2 separate regions of the Ovis aries genome follow, and region 1 is linked to region 2. The links are chromatin contacts, called in public Hi-C maps. All regions are on one chromosome and are shown on one strand. The core of a region is the stretch at or near the end of the contact, and the rest is flanking DNA. Distances in the headings are between cores, read along the strand shown.

Region 1 (4,045 bases), core at 365-2,864, 340 kb before region 2:
TGATGAAATAAAACACCACATGATACTCTTGTCACTGTTTAATGAAAGTAATAGCTGAACCAGTGCTAATTTCTTCATTTTGATGGTTATGTGGAAAAATATCTATGTATAAAACATAAATTAAGGTACTAGGGTGATGGAATGTCATGGTTTCAGAAAAAAATTTGTACTGCCCTGCATCTTTCCTATAGGCTTGATAGGAAATTTAATTTTGATTCAAAATTTAAAAAGGCTCAAGAAGTTATATAACCTGATCAAAACCACATGGATAAAGAGTGGCAGTTCCAAATCACAACTTGAGTATTTCTGACTCCTAAGTCCACCCCTCCCCACCAATCACATGGCCCTGACCTCCAGGCTGCCTTCTCCAGGGCCCTTCAAGATCTTCCCAAGAAGACTCTCCCTGTTCTTGTTCCTTCACCCCAAGAACCACACTCCTCCAAGCCAAGTTGAAGTCCTTAAGCTGGACCCAGCTTACCCCAGCCCAGTGCTGGCCCTGGCTCCCCATCCCATGCCGGCAGAGTCACAGGCATGTGACAGCTGGCAGCAGGGCAGCTGGAAGCACTTAGAGCTCCAGATCAGCTCTGACAGGCCTCCTGCTCCCAGGGGAGGAGTTCCATTAGCTGGGCTCCCACTCTCCCTGCGGATCTCAAGATTTTCAGACCACTCACAGGTAAGCATGGCAATCTTTTCCTGTCTTGGTTCTCCACTGTTACCATCCTACGTTAGAGATTCCCTCCTAATTTAGTGGCTTGAAGAGGAAATCTCTTCCATTGTCTTCACAAGTCATTCTACTACTTAAAGATATCACCACTGCAGTCATTAGACATCACCATGGTCAAGACAGAAAATATGGCTTCCTGCCCTGTCTCCCTACCACTGAGCCTGCCAAGGCAAAGGAGTGGGGACCCAGCCAAGGGATCACCTGTGCCAGTGAACCATGTACCCATCAACTCAGCCACAGACCCCAGAAGCAGGAGTTGGGAGGCTCAGTAGCGAGCCATGCCCCTTGACAGACAGTTTGTTCCAGCTCAGTCTGATGATCCCTTGGCTTGAGACATGACCTCTGCGTGGTTTAGAGCCACAAGGATGCTTCCAAGACCAAAGAGTCTCTGGAACTGGAATGGCCCCAGCGGACAGCCCTTTATACCACTAATCTGTCTCTCTGCTTCCCTGAGAAAAGAGTCCAGCCCTGGTATGTTCTCTCCCACTGGTGGGCTTTTTGAGGGTAGTGATCCCAGGAGTGTGAACATGTCACCAGCCAGGACCAGGGACCTGAGACCCAGGAGGGAGAAGACTTCCTTTGCCGCATGCCTCCTTGTAAGTGCTCTCATCCTTCACTGCGTGGGAAACTGGATGGATGGAGGGAGAGTGGGTGACCTCCGGCCCATGGGAAATTTCCCTTCTTACAGACCTGGAGTTTCTCATTAGCAGATTTTCTAAGTGCCTCTCCAGCCTAAGTGCCTGTGAGGAAATGCTGAGTAAACAAGATGGCGGCTTCCTGCCCGGTCCTTCTGGTGTAGAGGTCCTTGTGACAGGAGTCTCTACGGGTTGGAGAGGATGCCTGGGGGCCTACATCAGTATAAATGGCACCATCCACCTGGCCACACTGCTCTGGAGGCAGGGAGCACGGGCTGTGTTCGTGCAGGTGAGTTTAGCCCCATCCTCTGGGTCTTCCCCAGGGCGAACCAGCCCAGCAGGCACAGGCTTCACCACGGGTCAGGTGGGAAGGAGGGTCCTCCTCTGTACTACTGGGAGCTATTCCATAGAGTCCTAACTACGGGTGCAGGATGATGGGCTTGCAGATATCCTCATTCTTTACTGTGCTCCTAGGCCAAGTCCCTTCTCCCCAAGGACTCAGCAGGGCCAGCAGGGTTGGGGCAGGGGGAGAAACAGCCTGCCAAGGAGAAAGGGACACCAGAGCAGGGAGGAGGGGACTCCCTGTTGTTGACCAACTGGGAATGGCCGAGCCATGGGCCCTGGTCATTTCTCCTCATCCTCAGGATTGTGATCCCTCAACTCAAAAGGAGGCCATCTGAGAGTACGAGGGACAGACAGAATGAGTGAGTGAGTGACCACTTCCTTCCTCCCAGCAACCTGGGAGGTACAGGCCAGGATTTCCTCCAGGACAGACGTGTTAGGGGAAGCCAAGAGAGTTCCCTGTGGGTACACAGTGAGGATCAGAGACTCTATTAGAACCCAGGTCCTCTGACTCTCCAGAGCTCTTTACAACCCCTCACCTGCCCAGGTACCATACCACCTCCAGCCAAGGGGATGGGGCATGAGACCGTGTTAGGTACCAAATGATGCTGACATTTCCAAGAATAGTTTGGGTCTTTCCAGAGCTCCTGAGAGTACCAACCCAGCCCTCAGGCCCCAGCATGCGCTGAATCTTGACAAAGCAGAGCAAGGGGAAACCCTGATAAATGCTTCAGCGGGGCCACGGCCCTTCCCTTCCTCAGGAGGAGCCGCTGGAGCAGGCGCCATGCTGCTGTGCTCTTTGACCCTTATGCTCCTCTGGATGGTGGCTTCTGGCCTCGAGTGCGACATGAAGGAAGTTTGTCTTGGAAGCCCTGGCATTCCTGGCACTCCCGGATCCCATGGCCTGCCAGGAAGAGATGGGAGAGATGGTATCAAAGGAGACCCTGGGCCTCCAGGTACTGAGTGGGAGCTGGGGGACAGTGACCTGATTTCAAGGGGAGCACCTGCCCAGGTGGGTCCAAGGCTCAGCTGGATGGTGGGTATTTCCTGGGACCCTTAGACTGGAATAGCCCTGGATGGTCTATCCTCAATGCCCGTGGAAGGACAGGCAAGTCAGCCTGGCTGAAATGGAGGTCCAGTCACTTAAGCCCCAACTCATTGTGGGTTACAGATACCATACATCCTCCTCCCCTCTCTCTGCAGGCCCCATGGGCCCCCCTGGAGGAATGCCAGGCCTCCCTGGGCGTGATGGGATGACTGGAGCCCCTGGCCTCCCTGGAGAACGTGGAGAAAAGGGAGAGCCTGGCGAGAGAGGTCCTCCAGGTGAGCTGGATGGGGCCAGTGGGCAGAGGCAACTGGACACCGTGCCCATGTGTTCAGTTACATGAGGAATGATGGGGGTCAGACAAAACTGTTCAAGTTCCCAAAGGGCATCCCGGAGGTGTTTGGGGTGTGGGTCATAAGTGCAGAGTCTGGTGGGAATCGAAAGTTTTCTGTGCATTACAACTGCTGCCAGGAAGATACGGGACATCAGGTGTGGGAAATGGAATAGGGATGGAAGGAGGGGAAGCCCTTCCTGGGGCTGAGGTGTGTGGGCTCACATGGACCAAGGAGCAGACAGATGATGAAACTAGGGGCCCTGCTTGCCCAGGGGGCCTCTGGAGCTCTAGGTTTCTTACTATGCCTTATAGCAGCAATGAGGGTGCATCAGAGTACAGAAAGAACCACATTTGCTCTTAATGGAGGGTGGGAAAGGGGCCCTGCCCAGGAACTAGAGAACTCCACAGATATGGACAGACAGAGCCATGGAAGGACATGGAAGGAAAGAAGAGCAGGGAAGGGGAAAGCAGGTGCAAGGAGGCACTAAGGGATAAGCGTGTAGGGAAGACGGAAACCCACTCTGGCCTTGTGGACCCTTATGACCGGGGGCCTGGGTGGTGGCTCTAGACAAGTGAAGGGCCGAATTCCAGGCTTGCAGTTGATCTCAGATCTGCTTGGCAGCAAGTGGGGTTGTTGTTGGCCTGTTGGTCCTCTCATCTCGCCGGGGATTTCTCTACAGGGTTTCCAGCGTATCTAGATGAAGAGCTCCAGGGCACACTCCATGAGATCAGACATCAAGTCCTGCAGTCACAGGGCGGTAAGGGGTCCCCCTTGGGGCTCTATATGGTAGGGGGTCTCCCATTGGTTCTCCTCATCCTCAGAACCAGGCTCCAGAATCTAGAGACTTGATGAACAAGTGTAGATGTGGAAGTCATTTTTTAGATGTTCTTAAACGGCCAGAGGTGAGAGAAATAGACATGAATTAGTTCCCTATGTCCTGGGGAAGCAAGGTCCCTATCAATAT
Region 2 (4,057 bases), core at 72-2,571:
TTCCCTTCTCCAGGAGATCTTCCCACCCCAGGGATTGAATCCAGGTCTCCCACATTACACGCAAATTCTTTACCAGCTGAGCCATCAGCGAAGCCTATATTTGGGGATTTTTACTTTCATGCTTTTATTTTCATGCTCATCTCATCAAATTTTAGAGATCATTCTATGTTAGTACACCTCAACCTGAGACAGGCTGGGACTTGGGACCCTTTGCTGCAGTGCTTGCTCCTGGACAAACTGTTTTCTCCAGCAACGAAATACAAAGAAACTATAGGGGACTAAAAGTAGCTGCATGGTTGTACAAACTAGAAACAAGAAGATACAAAAAGACCAAAAACCCAACTGCCACTTCTGAGGGTTCAGAAACAAAAGCAAGGTACTATTCACCACACCAAGAGAGTGGGCAGACCTCCTAAACATACCCCTCCAGCCCAGGCACATCCACCCCAACCCTGGAGCCATTTAGGGACCAGCTCACCCCCTCCCCCAGGGAGCAAGCAAGGGCACCCATACCTATTATTTGGCGTGCTTAAGTAAGAGATCCAATAAGGCCCTGCCTGATGTGGCATTTTATCAATTTCTTTTTTTAAATTTATTTGGTTGCCGTCATGTGGGATCTTCCATTGGGGCAAAGGGACTCTCGACTTGTGGCGTTAGGGCTCAGCAGCTGTGGCATACAGACTTGGTTGCTCCTCAGCGTGTGGGATCTTAGTTCCCTGAACAGGGATCAAACTCAGGTTCCTTCATTGCAAGGTGGATTCTTAACCACCAGACCACCAGGGAAGTCCCCATCAATTTCTATTTAAGAACCCGGATCAATAACAAACCCACTATATTCCTTTGGAAAGTATCGTTTAACAATACTGTTACTCCTTTAGAAGGACAAAATTTCTGTGGAAGACAGACCCTCCGTTTCTGAGCCTCCCTCTCAGAGCGGCACTATCTGATGTCATCAGAGCTGATTACTCCGTGAAGTTAGGGATTCAGATCCTGTGCCACAGGCGTGGGTGGCCCTTCTGGAAACTGCAACTTGCTGGTCTGTGAAATGGGCTCATAACGGATCACTGGGCCCCCGGTTCCATCATCCTCTGTTCTGTGCTCGGGCCCAGGGGGAGGCGCGGGGGGCTCAGAGCGCGGCCCCTTCCTGGGGAGACGCCCAGCCTGGCACATCGCCCCTCCGCTCGCGGGGTCTCTGGAGGGGGCGGGCTCGCTGGAGCCAGAAAGCCCGGAGCCGCCCAGGAATCTTGGCTGAAACTGCGAGCATTTCCTCCCAGGCGGGCCGGCGCGATCCCGGGGAGGGCGGGGAGCGCGGCCGCAGGCAGAAGCGGCGCTGCGCTCCGCCGGCCGGCAGCATGCGGCCCCTGCTCTGCGCACTGGCCGGGCTCGCCCTGCTCCGCGCCCCGGGCGCCTTCGCCGGTGAGTGGGGCCCGGGAGCGGGGCGAGGGCTAGGGAGTCCGCGGACCGCGAGGAAGGAGCAGAAGAGAGGGAGGGAGATGGGGACGGAGCCAGACGGAGAGAGAGAGAGATGGAGAAAGAGGGAGATAAAGGGAGGGAGAGAGAGCGATGGGGAGAGAGAAAGGAAAGACGAAACAGAAAAAGGCAGAGAGAGAGAGGCAGAGGAACATGGAAAACGGAACGAATAAGAGGGAAAGGGAGGGGCTGGGACAGAAAGATTTCGGAGGTAAACAGATGGGTGTGAACTATGAATGAGGACAGCAAAAGGAGTTTAGTGGGAAAGAAACAGAGGAACTAAAATGGCAAGAGAGGGAGATCCGAAAGAAACAGAAAAAGGAGAGAGGGTGGAGAAACCCAGTGCCCCGGGTGGGGAGGAGAGGGAGGAGGGGGCCAGGGTCCGGAGGTGAACCGTGAGGTCTGCGGGGTGGGGCGGGCCTGCGAAGCACCCAGGCCTCCTTTCCTGGGGAATTCACTGGGATGCTGAGCTCCAACAGGCAGATGACCCCGGTCTGGTCCGGCCCAGCTGGTAGGGGCCAGGCAGGCGGCCCCTGGAGGTCTCGGCTTCACCTGCCTGGTAGTCTGAGGAGGTCCTGCAGTAGAGGAGAGGAGGCCAGTTGTCAGCCTTTCAGAGAGCTTTCCCAGAGGGCCTGAGCAGCCTTGGGTGGGTGGGGAGGAGGCCGCAGGAAAGAGAGGCCCTCTGGGTGCTCCCGGCTGGGTTCCTTGCCGTGCTTTATCCCCTCTAGCTCCCCTGACAGCAGCCTTAGAGCTGTCCCCTTGCAGGTGAGGCTCGGACAGGAAGGCTGCAGGACCAACTGTCCCATACGCATAGGTGTTCCTTCCACCACCCCAAGACTCTGCACTCTGTGTAGAACTTTACAGTTGACATTTACCCAAGCTCTCTTGCCAACCTCAACCAGAGACGGCTGATGCTCACAGCTGTACAGGTGAGGGGAAGGCCCAGTCTGCCCAGGCATGCAGCTCTCCCGCCCCCTCAGCCACACCCTTGCCCTGTGTCAGGCTGCTCCCCCATCCACCTGGAGCTGGTGGAAGTGCCCCGTGTTAGGGTGGAAGCTCCCCTGGCAGGGAACCGGGAGCACCAGGGAAAGGGCTGAGGCCAGTCCTGCTCCTGGCCAGCCCCCGGCTGAGTGGCCTTGGGTGAGTCATGTCACCTCTCTGAAGCTATTTCCTCTTCTGTAAGTTGGGGAGAATGGTAGCCACCCAGAGAACTGGAGCAAAGGGAAGTGCCCAGCGCAGAACACCTGTCGACACACACTGGCTCCTTCCCTCGCGCCCTCAGACAGCTCCGCTGACCTCCCTGAGCCAGCTTCTCCACTGAGGCTGGCAAAGGAGGGCCAACAACCCCTTCCTCACAGGCTGAGTGAGGAGTGGCTGAGACCACCCAGCATAGAGTCCGGCCCACAGTGCCATCCACCCACCCCCTACTTCCCTGGCCCACTGCCTGCCCCCTCTTTGCAGAGTCCCACCTCCAGGAGCTGAGGGGACAAAGCCAAGTCTGTGCTCCCCCAGAGGGAGGAGCTGGCCACTGCCCACAGTGGCTGACCTTCTGTGGCCCCTTAGCTATGAGTGGTACATACGTTTTGTCTTAAAGCCATTTTAAACATTATTTTCTTCCTGGTCATGCTCATTGCTTCAGATTAAGAAAAATAGAAAGAAGAAAGTATAAATGTATTTATGTAATTTCACATTGTGTTCAAACATTGTTTTACATAACCTTTCAGACTTCAGACAATTATACCATTTTTTTTTTAACTGTTGATTATCAAATCTTTTGGCTATACACACAGAATGGTGTAAGGAACCTCCATGGATTCCTGACATCTTAATTCGTCTAATCCACCTTCTCTCCCCTCCCTCAGATTACAGGAAACTCCAGGCACTAAATATTTTCATCTATAAGTACTACCTTATATATTATTAAAGCATCAATAATCTTTTAGTAACTAAAATACCACTGTCACCCCTAAAAATGAACAATAACTCCTTAATATCATCAAATGTCTAGTCAGTATTCATGTCCCTAATTGTGTCATGTTTTATATTTGGTCTGTTTGATTCAAATAAGGTGGATACATTTGGGTTTTGGTTGATATGTCCATTAAGTTTCTTGTAGTAAGTTTTAAGTTTCTTTAGAAGGTTCTTTTCTTTTTTCTTAAAATGTATTTGGTAAAGAAACTACGTTGCTGGCCCTATGGCTTTTCACATTTAAATTTTAGCTGAGTGCATCTTCTGTATGTCATTTAAATGTTCTTCTTTTCCCTGTATTGTCTATAAACTGGTAATTAGATCTAGAAGCATCGTATAATTCCAAGTAGACTTTTTTTGTGAGAATACTTTAAGATGATTTATTGCTTTAATTTTCACTTCTTTGATTACTGCCAAGGTTGGATATATATATATATTTTTAAAGAATATTGGTCATGTCTAATTCTTGTGAATTGTCTTGACCTTTTCAATTGTGGTATTAGGATTTTTCATATTGCTCTATAAAGTCTTTTATGTGTTGAGTGAAATAGACTGTTCTGTGTTATTTGTAGAGAATTTTTTTTTTTTTAAGTTAAGACTTCAGCTGAGGTCCTTTTCT

What was found. A called contact is a pair of places that touch in the nucleus more often than the background predicts.
Region 1: a Hi-C map of tail adipose tissue shows a contact between it and region 2, with 5 times the contacts expected there. The contact joins the promoter of SFTPA1 here to the promoter of PLAC9 in region 2. A contact is called at or near these places in 4 of 16 Hi-C or Micro-C datasets (omental adipose tissue, retroperitoneal adipose tissue and tail adipose tissue).

The regions. Positions count from the first base shown.
Region 1 is chr25:34,701,512-34,705,556 of ARS-UI_Ramb_v3.0, reverse strand. It overlaps SFTPA1 (surfactant protein A1), which reads left to right and starts at 1,614. Exons shown (of 5, transcript NM_001009728.2): 1 at 1,614-1,648; 2 at 2,463-2,657; 3 at 2,905-3,024; 4 at 3,761-3,838. The coding sequence starts at 1,630.
Region 2 is chr25:34,359,960-34,364,016 of ARS-UI_Ramb_v3.0, reverse strand. PLAC9 (placenta associated 9) reads left to right here and starts at 1,321. Exons shown (of 4, transcript XM_027962247.2): 1 at 1,321-1,416. The coding sequence starts at 1,353.